Linked DNA regions of Gossypium hirsutum: region 2 is linked to region 1. Evidence: chromatin contacts called from public Hi-C data. All regions are on one chromosome and are shown on one strand. The core of a region is the stretch at or near the end of the contact, and the rest is flanking DNA. Distances in the headings are between cores, read along the strand shown.

Region 1 (7,011 bases), core at 3,364-5,863:
TCATGAGCAACCTTGACACATTTTTTCATGCCTTGACATACTATATCCAACAAAGCTTCAAGGAATGCTCTAACTGTTTCGAATGCAATCCTTCCACTCATATCAACAACAAATTTCTTATTTCTTGGCTCTGATAAAGTTGATGATACTTTTCTAACCCACCCATCATCAGCATCAGCATCATCATTGACATCATCAGGTGAGTCCTTTGAACCATTAGAATTTGTCAAAACTTGATGAGATGTTTTGACAAGAGCCTCCATTGCACCATTAGAAGTAGTGACCAACAAGTTCCTCAGTTGTGTTGCATGGTTGGGGTTAGTCAACCCAGCAAAGAACTCATCAAAAGTGTTGACATCTTTAGTCTTTTCAAGATAAACGCCCACCATAGAGCTAACAAAAACTTGAATACAATCACCAATCAGCTCCCTAAACTCATCACCACACACCAAATTCAGCCAGAACGGAGTCGAATTTGAGTTTGAATCTCCTTCAGATTGCAGTTCTTTACATGCTGCCATGACCAAATTCCTAGCAAAGCTTCCAACAACAGCGGAAGCAAAACCAGCACCAGCTTCAGTAAAAAGCTTATCCATAACTTGATCCATTGAACTAGATTTGGCATTTAAGGTATCACCACTTCTTGCCTCCGAGTGATAACCACGTACAATTCCCACAGTCAGGCCCTGTGTAACCCTTGCTATGGACTGTGAAAACTCATTGGACCTGGTGATTTTCGAAACTTGTTTCAAACTATTTGGAATTTGGTCTAATTCTGATTGGAGAAAACCATTCAAATCATTAGAAACAACTCTTATTGTTTCAGCACAATCAGAGACGGCTTCAGTAATGGAAACCAAAGCTCCTAAAAGCTTTAAAACTCTGTTTCGCTTTTGAGCTATAGCAGGAAGGTGATAAACTCTATAGAAACCATAACTGGTTAAACCAAAAGCCGCCATTAAAGCAACCCATTTCTTCTTCTTCTGGGCAAATTCCAAACCCTTTAAAGCCAATTGCAGCTCCATAAGTTGCTAAGACAAAACTCTTCGAAAAAAGCCAAGAAAACTCACCTCAATCTCAAATGAAGTCTCCCTCTTCCTTCAAATGAAGTCTTCTAGCCCACATATATAAAAGAAAATAAGCAAAGTGTTTTTTTGTCTTTTCAATCTATGGTAAATGGTTAATACAAGTACAAAGAACATGAAATGGAAGAGATAAAAACAGAAACAAGATCAAACTTAAACTATATTGTAGAAGGCAAAGACGTCAAAGCAGTTGCAGAATAATAGAGCAGTCTGGCGCAGGGATAATATTTGATTTGCATATAATATTTATTTATGCAAAAAAAAAAAACAACAACAACAACAAAGGAAAGAGAGGAATGATGAGCAAATTCAAGCATTCATTATCAGGTTTTCGAAGTTCTTAAGTTTCAACGACCACCAGAAAATTTAAGGTATGTCACCAAACTAATAATAATAATAATAAAAGGCGGGCCTTTGCAATTGTACTCCAATGGGCCTACACGCTCACAGTTTTCAGCTTGTTTTAGTTTATAATTCACACGCATCTTGTGAAAAATAAAATTGGATAAACCTCAAATTTACACCTCACTAATTTTCCATCATGCTTCCTTTTGGGTAAATACATAATCAATTTAATTAAAACATTTTTTTTAAAAATATATCAATTTTCTATTAAATCGAAAATCATTTGAACTGATGGCAACTATCTGAGCTAACTAATGTCATTTTAAAAGTGGAAAATCAAATTATGTCCAATTAAAATATAAAGATTAAATCTCAATTTGAGCACAATAAAGAGATCAAAATTGTGATTTGACCAGTGTCTTATAATGAGTTAATAAAACGAATGAAGTTTGCCTTACATATACACAGTATAGTTAAAATTATAATTTGGCCCCTCTACTATGTTTAAGTTTAAGGTTTAGTATTTATACTTTATTCTAACATAATTCGGTTCCAATACTTTCATAACATCATTTGTAATGCTTTTATTTTTTTCGCATAGTAAGTGATACTACTCTAGGAGTTGTTATAATGAAATTTTGAAAAAAAATTCAAATATGAGACAAATAATGGAATTTTAAAAGAATTATAATGATTTGTGGTCGAAAATCAATGAAGAACTTTTCTTTTTACTTTTTCATTCTCTTTCTCAAATCCCACAAAAAATCTTCCCTGTTCACCTTATTTTCTTGCAAAAATCTTGTAGAATCCCATTTCTAAACTTGGTTCATCATCATCATCTTTTCCATGGAAGGTAAAGTTTTTCTTGAGCTAGAGAGAGAAAGCTTGAATTAGTGTGAGAATGTGAAAAACAAAGAGTTAATAGGTGGGTGGTAAAGCTTTGAGTAAGAGAAGTCTTGAACTAATAAAGAAGAGAAATTTGATGACTTTTCTCTTTCAAAGGTAAGCATTCAAGGAACTGTCCCTACTTTAGAGTTTAAATGGCTAAATGCTAAAATGGGATTAATTATTAATAATCATAAGTGAATGAAATATTTTTAATGGAAATGGAAATAGAGACAAGTGTGCATATGTCATGGTCTTGGACTAAGATGTGAATATTTTAAATTTTATTTATTTTTATACATTAATGATATTTTAAATTTTAGACATATATTTTATTTTTAAAATATAATTACATTTTATTTTATGAATTTTTTTCAAATAATCTACAAAATATATTGATGAGAGATGACTTCTCGTACATTTTGACCTACTAAATATTTAATTACATTATATAGTATTTATTATAAATTATTTATACTAATTTCAATTAAATTATATAGTATTTGTTAATTATTTTTACTTGTCCAAGGACCGACTAATGATGACAATTAGTATATGTAATTATAATATATATTACGAAACATGATATAAAAAATTACGATGCAATCAAAGGATTAAAATTATGATTATAAAAGTTTAAGGGGCTAAAACTAAAAAAATTATATTAAAAATACTTAAATTAAATTATTAATTTCTCAAAAAAGAACTAAATTGATTTTTTTTAATTTTGGGGAGGGGCTATAAATGCATTTATAATAACAATAAATGAAAAGAGAATCCGAAAAATCCAAATTAAATAAAAATTGGGGAAAACGTGGGGTAATTTACCAATAAAAGCCCTTTTTTAAAAAAAATTACCGACATAGACCCATTTTTTAATTATTTACCGGAATGGTCCTTTTTCCGGAAAATCGCATCCACGTCAGTGCGATGTCAGGGTACGTATCAGGAAATCGGGTCCACGTCAGCGCGAGATGCTGACGTGGAAGGAAATCGCGTCCTTGAGAGCGTGATTTCCTTCCACGTCAGCATCTCGCGCTGACGTGGACGCGATTTCGGCCCGCGCGTGAACAGTACCCAACGGTCAAAAAAATAAAATACCGGGCCCATTCGATAAATTTTAAAAATATAGGACTTTTTTAGTATTTTGAAAAAATAAATTTTGAATCTTTTTGTACTTGTATTTATTTTTTTAATTAATTAACTCTTCAATATTACATCAATAGCAACAAGTACCAACAAGATTTGAACCAAGGTACTAAGGGAAAAGAGTAAGCATCTTAACCAACTAAGCCAAACTAATTAATTGACATATTATAGAAATATTGTTATTATCTTAATTATATTACTTACGTTCTAACGATTTATCGGACATATTCCATACACGTGTCAAATCATAAAAAATAATACAACAATTCTGTAAAAAAAATCCGGTGTTTACTTCAAATAAATAAGGAAAATAATGTTTTGAATGTTTCAAAATTCAATTTTAAACCGAAAAAATCAAATTTAGGGGCAAAAAAGGATCTTTTTCGATGAAAACTATGGCAAACCGCCTTCGGCTGTTTGTCAGCGCGTAGATCTCGAAAAGTTATTCGAAATAAAAAAATCGTCTCAATCGGACAACCAAGTGAAAAGTTATGGCCTATCAAAGTTTTCCAAGCTAAAAAACATAAACTGTTCATCCACGTCAGCAAATCACGTCCTCGTAGGCGCGATTTGTGTCCACGTAAGCAAAGGGTGCTGACGTGGACGTAATGTTCTGACACGTCCCCTGACATCGCGCTGACGTGGACGCAATTTCGGGGAAAATGATCTATTCTGATAAATAATAAAATAACGGGCCTATTTCGGTAAATTTTAAAAAAATAGAGTTTTTTTTGGTAATTTGCCCGAAAACGTGGTTAAAAACAGTAATATTTCCTTAAAACTATTTTGAGCAATTTTAGGGAAAGAATAAATAGTAATTAGCCTAAATGCAGATCACTAGAAAACAGCTCAGCCTTATAAACTACTCATCAACCAACCAAAAATAGAAAATTTTAATTTATGAAACAACCCACCATGAGACGCCACGTCATCGACACCTAATCCTGACTGGGTAAAGAGCCACAAAAGGTTTGGAGCCAGGTGGCGATGAATGGGAGAGCTGGAGCCGCCCTAACCCAGAAGTGACACGCGTGTTACAACCTCGTACGTGGCTAAATCCGCATCGACACTCATACATTTTCCTACTACGTAAAAAGGAAACTAACCAAATTTTCCATATAAAGCTCTTTTCACATTCATTCACTTATGTAAACACCTCCCAAGTTCCTTGCATCAACTACAACTCTTTTTTTTTTTTTTTCATCACACACTTAACCATCTAACAAAGAAAACAGGAAATATGATCAACGTTCTTTATTTTAGTTAGACTCTCCATTTGTTTCGGTTTTACACCATTGTTACCCATAAAAACCTTCCTATAGTTAGCAAAATCGCAGGGACTGTTATTTGATTTCCTTGTTTCCAGAAGATTTGCCTTCTGCAGTTCAAACCCATCTCTTCCTATACAAAGGTACCTTTAGTTTCTTTCCCTTTTTTTTTCTTTTTTTTTTCTTTTTTCATCTCTTTATACGTTTCTTCCATTTGAGTTTCGTGTTTGAAAACACTTAGGGAAGGGAGGGTTTTATAGAAAATTCAATATGTTTTTAATTGTTTTTGCACTTATGCATGCAATGAGAATACCCAGAAGTCAATAGGAATCGTTTTTTGGTTTTATCTCGATGACCCCCAAATCCTATTTGGATTAGATCCAAAGAGATTTTCATTTAATTTTCTTCTCTCTTATCCTTTCCAATGAGTAAATTAAACAAAGCCAAACATGCAGAAATTTTCATATCAGCGTAAAAAACAGCTGTCGTTTGCAATCATATCCTTTGTTCCATATCTGTTATCTATATATAAAAAAAAAAAGCAAGTTGGACGCCGCTGCTAGCTCATAACTTCCTCTATCATATACATTTGTTTTGCCACGCAATTTCAATTATTGGCATGTATATAGATCACGTTGATGCATATCTTTTTCATGGTTCCTAAGGCTTTAGTCTCCAAAGGAAGCAAAACTTGAAAGGCCTTCTTTTCATTATTTGAACAAGAAGATGGAGATTGTTTATCAGCCTTATATTGACCCTGAGTTTGAGTCCCTTATTGAACGAATCAATGCTCCAAGGTATTGCAAACAAAATGAATTAATTATATTAATTACTTGTTTTGTTTGATAAATAAAAACGAAACCTGGCTTGGTTTAATTCGCCAGTTTGGTGTTTTGCAGAGTTTGTATCGATAACGACACATGCCAACACTGCACGGTTGTCAAGGTTCAGAATAAACTAAACTATTGATATATGATGTTTGGTTTATATATAAAAGGGTATTTGTGTGATATTTTTGGGGTGTATGCAGTTCTCTTCTAAAGAGGCTTTTAAAGGGAATATAGCCATCTGAAACGCAAGAATATAACATGGGAAACCAACCCTTCTTCTTTATTTATGTCATCGTTCACAGGTGGACAGTGCAAACAGGCATGGGATTTTGCTAGAAATGGTCCAAGTTTTGACTGATCTCGACCTTGTTATATCCAAATCATACATTTGCTCCGACGGTGGATGGCTCATGGATGGTCAGTGGCTCAATGCTCCTCCCCACATACCATCCACCATAAAGTATCAAACAGTAATTTTCAGTCCCCCTAATTCGTTTGTTTTTCCCTTTTTGGGGTTGCATGGCTTGCAGTGTTCCATGTGAGAGACCAGCTTGGGAAGAAAATCACTGATGAGACTCTTAATCTTTACATACAACAGGTCTCTTCTTTCCTATATTTTTTTCTGATATTATATATATATGGAGTAGCAAAGTTTTGATTTATTATGGTATGGGGGGTTTTGATTTGTTTTCTAATGGGAAAAGGAAATGATAATTGACAGGAACTTTGTGATACTAGGAGGAGAGGAGGGGTTCCAAAGGAATTACAAACATGTCACAAAAGGAAGCTGAGGCCATGCCATATCTCAACAGAGCATACGGCCTTGGAGATAACTGGAAGGGACCGGCCTGGCCTCATGTCTGATATATCTGCAGCCCTATACGAATTGGGATGCCATATTACGGCAGCCGTCGCGTGGACTCATAACGGCCGCATGGCCTGCATAATTCAAGTGGAAGATGGACTCAAAGGAGGGCCTATCATGGTTCAAAAACGGCTGGCTCTAGTACAGGAGAAGCTAGAGATTGTAGTTGAGGGCCATCATGAGAATGGAGATAAGAGGAGTGTACTGTTAACCGCTCCGGCAGCTGATAGGACACATACGGAACGGCGGCTCCACCAAATGATGTACGCCGACAAAGACTACGAACCATGTCAGGGATGTGATGGCAGCTGCAGGCACTGGAATGGGTGTAAGAAGACTCATGTGACGGTTGAGACTTGCAAGGAAAAAGGGTACTCGCTGGTGAACCTGAGGAGTAGGGACAGAAACAAGCTATTGTTTGATACGGTTTGTGCCTTAACCGACATGCAATATGTTGTATTCCATGCAGCCGTCAGCTTAAAAGGCTCCATGGCTAATCAGGTAAGTCAACTTGGAAATTCTTGCAAATGTCTCGCAATGTTATCCTTGTTAATATGGTTTTAAAATTGTTTATTTTTTCAACT
Region 2 (7,399 bases), core at 2,624-5,123, 250 kb before region 1:
TATTCTGAAAAAAGGACAATTTAAACATGTTTCAAGGATCACTCATCAGAGTTTGCTGATCATATTTATTATTTACAGTGGCCAATTGACCATATGAAGAAAAATTCATTTAGAACCAGACTACTCAAAAGAAAAGCAAAAACAATAACAACAATAATAACAGTGAGTGACAGCAAACCCTTGATTGCATAATAATTGACCTCTTAAAGAGGATATATCTGGGTGATAGAAGATTTGGCAAATGCAACACTACTAAAGAGGGTAAAAAAGTTGCTTGGGAAAATCAGGTGTAAGGAAGAAAAGATTAAAGGCAGATATCAATATTCTTTAACCAAGATACTGCCCTTTCAAGTTTCAATTCTTTCGTAATAGAATCTACTTGAAAGTCATTTCTCAATAATTCATTGCTTCGCAACAAAAGAATATGTAACTTCAGAATTGTAAGGATAAAATTAAGTTACTAAGAAATATTCTCTTTCTTTTTTTCTTTTTAATTTATTTGGATTTTAGAACTGTATACAGCCAAGATAAGGTTCGATGGTGTTAATCAGCTTTGATTGATCAAAGATGATCAAAAGGTCAGCATCTTTAAAAGAATCTGCTTTTATAAATAGACAAAGAAGAAAAGAAAGTCGAAACTACAATTTACAATAGACAATTTTTTTTTTTTTTAAAGGGAAAGTTTATCCGTTCATACCACAAGGAGGTTAGCCTCCAGCACCTCTTCCAAGGTTGAATGAAATGCTTCCACCAACTATAAGAGCAATATCCATCAGTGAATGAAGACCGAAAATAACAAAAAGGGGAAAAATATAATCAATGACACATATACTCAATGATTTTCAGTTACCTGTACTGGCAGATCAGATATGAATCCCACAGTATCACTAAGAAGCACTTTCCTCCTGAATTATTATGTGCATAATTAGATCAATTGCATAAGATTGTAATCTCGTCAATGATTAAAAAGCATGTTTATATTTGATTGCCAAAATTTGTGAGAGAGGAAATTAGATTAGATATGGACCAACTCACCCTGAAGGAAGAACAACACTTTTTAATCTAGCATCCAATGTTGCAAACAATCTGCACAAAGCCATTGCCTCCAATTAGGCAAAAACATCCATCCTTTTACTTATAACAAAGAATTTAACTTCGAGGAAAAATTGTTTTAAAGAAAAATATACCTTGCATCACTATACAGATTACTATCTGAGAGTGCACTAATTAATGTAGACTTCCCCTGTTAATTGAGAAAAAGGGTAAATGTTGAGCATGAGAAAATAGAGGGAAAAAACACAAGATATCTCTAACTTGTTAGTCTGGTTGAAACAAAATGCAGATTAGGTCAGAATTTGGCCACCTACAGCATTTGTGTATCCTACAACAGCAACAGTAGCTAAACATCGGCCATCAAGTCCACCTCGTTTCTTACGAGCTGCACGTTGCACAGCTCGGGTACGGCGAACCTCTTCAATCTGGGATAACAAATGATTCCGCCGCTCCAAGATTCTGAGAATAAGTTCCAGTCAGCGAACATATAAACACACACTGAGTTAATAAGGATTATGATAACAGAGCACAGTAAATAGTGGCTAGTTATAAAAGAGCAACATACAGAGACTGAAAACAGGCATACCACAATCCAAATAGCCAGATCCAAATTGAGATGAGAGGACAAAGGATGAATAAAATAGTCAATATGGATAGCTAGAAACCTCTAATAAAAGAGCACGCATTTCATAGTCATCACCATCTTAGAAAGGAAGGGATATAATCAACAAGGCAATGCTAAAGCAGAATATCCTAAGCTCCCATTAATTAAAGAAGAGTAGACATTCTTGAATGTATTCAGTTATTATGGAGGGGATGGGGCATCTCCAGATAATAATAGAACAGACATTGCCCATTAAAAAAGAAATTTCAAAAATCAAGAACAACTATAGCATGCATATAAAAATTCACATGGTATCCAGGTCATCAGACATTTGTGAGTACATAAGCATCTGAGACAGCTTCACACACACACACACACACACACACACACACACACACACACACACACAAATGTAGCATAAAGAACAAACCTTCGGCGTTGAAGCTGCAGTTCAGTTTCTCCAGCACCACTGATGAAACCACGACCCCCACTTCCTCTCCTGCAACCAATACATATGCATAATCAAAACCATTTCTAAGAATAGACAATTATTAGTGACAAGCATTTATGTACATGACAAATGAATATGTTGAGGGGATAGAGAGAAATCAAAACTGTTTGAACTTTGAACTATGGAAACATTTCAATCTTCAAAAGGGAATATTGGAAAAAAGAAAAAACATTTACCCATTACCCCACCCTATAAAGTTAATTTCAACTTATTCTCAGGTCATAGTGTTTTTCCTATTTGGTTAAAAGAAAAAAGAGGAAGGATTTATAATCTAAGGCAGCTAGAATAATGGTCCAAATCATCTTGGAAATCTTCAAAGCTTTATAATCTAGTCCTATTTTGTTCTACAGGGAACTCAGGCTTCACCCTCGTGCACTAACAACTTCAACTTCTCCACTAGCTCCAAACGTATTGCGGCCGTCCAGCCCACGTACACGGACAAGTCTACTCTTCTTGTACATAAGAGCTGCTAACTCAGCCTGCATAATAGCAAGTGAAACAAGTCTTAGTGAAAACAGTGGAATTCAAAATGCGATGCCATGCCAAGTAAAGCCAGGAATTGCACCTGTAACTTGGCTTCCTTAGTGTGTGCATGAGCATTGAATATTTCTATTATAAGGCCAACACGATCTAAGACAGGTTTTCCCAAAATTCGCTGCCAAAGAAAATAGCAAATATATTAGCAAAACACATTACAGTACAGCTTGAGTTTCCATTGCCACCAAAAGAATGAGAGAAATTAGACAGCCAGTACTTGCCTCTAAATTACGTTGCTGTACTCCAGACAGGATGGTATTGACAAAAACAGCATCAACTCCATCCTAGTAAAACCATATGGTGATAGATAAGGTTTCCACAGTTGCATTAAAATCATAAGGTCGTTACGAAGAACATAAGAAGAAGCTGTCTTGCCTTGGACTCCAGAGCATTCAAATGGCATTTGATGTTTTCTACAGTTCCAGGTCCAAAATACGTGTCTAGAAATAAAAAATAAAAATAAAAATCAAGAACAAAACATTAAAGGAAGAAGTGACTAGAAACATGGTTAAACAAGAGAGTTGAGATACCAGCGCGGATTTTGGCAGATTTAAGAGAAGGGTTTTGGACAACAACATGAGGAGGCAACTCCTTATCGAAGAAATCAGAATGAAAGTAGCCATCACGTTGTTCCTCAAGGGAGTTAGCTAAACAAAGAGCCTCGTTGAGCTTGGCCTGCAAGAAAGTAGCGGGACGGAGACGAGGCTGGACGACGAAAAGGCGAGGTGGGTCAGATGGGTCCCTGCTGAAAACTGAACCGGCGGTGCTTTGATTGTCTTCGGAGCCTTGGTTCAAAGTTGAGTATGATGATGAAAGAATGCAAAATGAAGAAGAAGGAGAAAGTTGAGATCGGGACCTGAGGGAGGACCGCGACCAAGTGAGAATTCTTAACATTTCTCTGAAAATTGTTGGCTAATAAGAAAATTTTGCAGTTTCTAATGAAATAGAAAATGGCCCTGGAGTGGGACTATGGGAGGAACGTTCTTCTTTCGCTTCTCTAGTACTTGATCGAGGGGAGGGGTTCCGTAATTGGACGGTCGGTCATGTTTTAGCCCTTCAGCTTATAAAATTAAAACCCTCGGAGCCCATCTCCTACTTTTACTACGACTCCATGCCTGTCCAACCCATTCACCATTTTGAGGATCCAAAATTTGCTTTTTCGGCCTTGTGTTTTAGCAAGTAGCCCCATTTACTCAATATCATTTTTAAAGAAACTTTCTCTTTGTGTTTTGTTCAAGTGATATTTCTTCACTCAGTGTTTTGATTGTTGAAATCTATTTACTCAACAATGATGAATCTTTTCTTTTATTATTTCTCACAGTGTAATACAACAAATATAAAGTACATTGGTTTTTGCCACAACTTCTTTCATAAATGAATGAACAGTTCGCACAGTTGAACAATGTCCTAGGATGCACTCATCATTTATCAGTCATCCCACTAAATCTTGGGTGCTAAAAGATGACGCTACCATGATGGGGTAGATCAATCAACGGGCGGAGCTCGATATACTGCTGGAACAGTGGCAGGAAAGAACATTTGTCTCACTCCCTCTGCTTTGATTATGGGGAAAATAATACCTGATGCACTCTGCATGAATGAGAGGAAAAAAATATCATCGCAAGGTGGCGAAATCCAGTTCAACATACACAGATTTTATACTTTTAGCTTTGATTTTAACTTGAGCTAACACATATTAATGGAAACCTTTGTACCATGGTATCTATTGAAAATTTGTGTGGAATGTCAAATAAATTGTACAGTTAGAATATCTATTTCATACAAGTAGAGTGCGGTCCCAAGGAAAACAAAAGGAAGGAGCAAAGGTGAAAAGAGAGGCATCAACTGTATAAAGAATGGAATAATACATACCGAAATTAACCTAGCTCCAATTAGCATGCATCCAAGTGAAGGAAATGGTAAGAGTAGGAGACCAATTCCATAAATTGCCACAGCAAAGAAATGAAGAACTAGACTCAATGGGCAAGGATTTAAACCAGAGAGTAAAGCTACTGGTCCTGTTGAGAAATCACCCCCAAGGCTTAAATAGTCGAACAGGCTTCTCGCATTTCCGACCTTGCTTGATCAGGGGAAGCAGAAAACACCTTGTAAAGAGCACCGGCCAGCGTATTTATTGTAGAAGCCACAGGCTGCAGTACACCAAACAGAAAATTTTGAAAATAAGTAATAACATCTCTGATTCATTGTATATCTCCAAAGACCAATCAGGTTGGAAAGAAAAGGGGCATCATCAGTGGCGGAGCCAAGATGTTAATATTGGGGTGCCTAGCTAAAATTAGATATGCCACATAACAATCGATTTAAACATATAAACAATTGATTTTTGGGAGGGCTATAGTATATATACAAAGGGGGAAATTGCAAAAATATTAAACCTTGGGGAAGCCTACTTATATTTTTGGAAGGGCCATAATATATCTACAAAGAGCTAAATTGCAAAAATTTTAAACTTGGGGGGGGGGGGGAGGGCGGCATGGCCCCCCTGGGCCTCTACTAGGCTCCGCCATTGGGCAAAATGTCAGTGGTCGAACCTAGAATTGAAGAATTCTTTTTCTTTTATCTCAAGAACATTGCTAGACCATCAGTTCAGATTTTTGAAGATGACGCCAAAACCTAGTGATATTGAAACAAAACGAAATACACAATCCTAGCTAGTTGGTTAGAATCGAAGCATGTGAAGCCAACTATATGACATGGGGCACAAAGGAAATCAAATGGTGAAAGAGCTATTGTTACTAAAATAGGATCATAGAGTAAGCAGCCAACTAACCTTGCGTAACGTGTAAAATGATTCGAGATACTTAGCCAGGGAACCTGCATCATGAAGGTCATGCAGAGGCCTAAGAAGATCCCGAAGTACAACGATATCAGACAATGCGACAGTCATTCCTCCACCAGTTAAAGGATGACGCATGTTGAAAGCATCACCCATTAGAAGTGCTCCAAGAGTCTGATGAGGATCAGCTGGCATGCTTCTATTTGGCATGGTTCTAATATTACCTTTGTCAACAGCAGCAATGAAAGCTTCACAAAGCTCAGGTGGAACCTGAAACAGACACTCTATTAGATTAAACCAAGGTAACATGTGCAGAAACGCAAGGGATGCTTTAACACCAATAAAGGATTACAGTTGAATGTTCTGGTGAAACTATAAAGAAATAGGTACTAATCCAAAATCATGAATCAATCAACAATTAGCTGATTACCTGGGTTGCCACCATGGTCTTCAAATAATTTGCCATTTCTCCATTTGCAAGAGAAGGCACTTTCTTCCCTGGAACATCAAGCAAGCAGTGAACCTCTGTGCTACTGATCAGATAAAACAAGATAGGTGAAGGATCTGCTAGGATAACATGTCCGTGATTTGGAAATGGGAGTTTACAGTTCTCTAGGACCAAACCCACAAAACAAGAGGGCACATCTACCTGTTGAAAAGTTAAAAATGCTAAATTTACTTTCCTGCTAGAACATCATAAGAAACTGAGGACATGCAAATTAAATGATTTCATTTAGTATTCAAGCAGACAATGCAACTCTAAGAAATTATAGCCTGAAAGACGGGAGAAACCAAAAGGGGGCAGGCAGGGGCGCTGTCCCCCTTGGATAAAGTGGGTTTATTACAATTTTAGACCCTCATATTGTTTTGTAATATAATTTAACCCTTTTAGCATGAAATTTTTAAGTTTGGCCCTCCAACAATTTATATTCTTATCCTGGCCCCCAACGAAAATTTCTTGGCTTCACCACTGCCAAAAGATAACTGTCTCATCAACATGATTTTCTATATCATTATTAGATAAGATGACAAAGTATTCACATAACAAATAGAAAATGGTAACTTCACCTTTGGGTTGCAAAGAGAGCGACGTAGGTTTGAAAAGCAACCATCACATACAATCGTAGAGGAGCATAAGCTCTTAATTCTTGACCATCCTTAGTTTTGTATTGCACCCCCCTAACCTAATTGTTCCCTTTTCTTGAAGCAGAGATGTTACAGTTCCTTCTTCTAACCGCACACTGATAATTTTACATACGATGGTGAAAGAAGCTCAATTGCAAGCTCGTAATTCATTAACCTAAAAATGTAAAATGAAATATTACGCATGAAAAAGAATTGCAAAATCAACAATGCTGCAATTAGTCGGTCATTAATATGTATGTAGCACAAATCCGGGAAGCAAAAAAGATAACTTGGGAAGAGTGGCAGCCTTTTCTCTCATCCTCCGTATGAAACGCCCATTATGGAAGCTCCTCCCGGCAACATCTGCATGAAATTTCTTCAGGGGATATGACAACTTAGTATTTCTCCCATCCTTGAAGAGAGCATATCCAAGCACTCTTTGTGCATCAATTTCTTCCACACAATCTGTAACCAGAAGAGAACCAAGAGATATCATTTTTTTCTCTTTGAGTGAATCAAATAGGGAGAACAGATCCAACAAAAACCAAAGTTTGTTCACAATTTAATAGATGCATAACAATTTCAATGCATACCTTCAAGGCCCAATTCAGCTAATTTAAGGTATCCTCCAGGCTGCAGGAATTCCCCAACAATCCTGTCGGGTTCTGTCAAGTCTCTTTCTATCACACGAACCCGCCTTCCATCCTGAAATAAGCAATAAGACTGTAAGTAAATCAGCACTAAATAACTAAAAAACAATCCTTGCAAATGA

Evidence for each region. A called contact is a pair of places that touch in the nucleus more often than the background predicts.
Region 2: a Hi-C map of leaf shows a contact between it and region 1, with 2.2 times the contacts expected there. The contact joins the promoter of LOC107954874 here to the promoter of LOC107913314 in region 1. A contact is called at or near these places in 2 of 34 Hi-C or Micro-C datasets (both in leaf).

What each region holds. Positions count from the first base shown.
Region 1 is chrD11:29,012,697-29,019,707 of Gossypium_hirsutum_v2.1, reverse strand. LOC107913314 (ACT domain-containing protein ACR1) reads left to right here and starts at 4,613. Exons shown (of 8, transcript XM_016841859.2): 1 at 4,613-4,875; 2 at 5,456-5,529; 3 at 5,632-5,677; 4 at 5,865-5,979; 5 at 6,093-6,160; 6 at 6,284-6,928. The coding sequence starts at 5,459. LOC107911118 (protein PHLOEM PROTEIN 2-LIKE A10) reads right to left here and starts at 1,025. Exons shown (of 2, transcript XM_016839006.1): 1 at 1-1,025. The coding sequence starts at 1,025.
Region 2 is chrD11:29,257,083-29,264,481 of Gossypium_hirsutum_v2.1, reverse strand. LOC107954874 (GTP-binding protein At3g49725, chloroplastic) reads right to left here and starts at 3,873. Exons shown (of 13, transcript XM_016890559.2): 1 at 3,236-3,873; 2 at 3,081-3,145; 3 at 2,927-2,989; 4 at 2,734-2,823; 5 at 2,535-2,647; 6 at 2,088-2,156; 7 at 1,368-1,512; 8 at 1,188-1,243; 9 at 1,036-1,086; 10 at 851-905; 11 at 698-754. The coding sequence starts at 3,599. It also overlaps the pseudogene LOC107954875.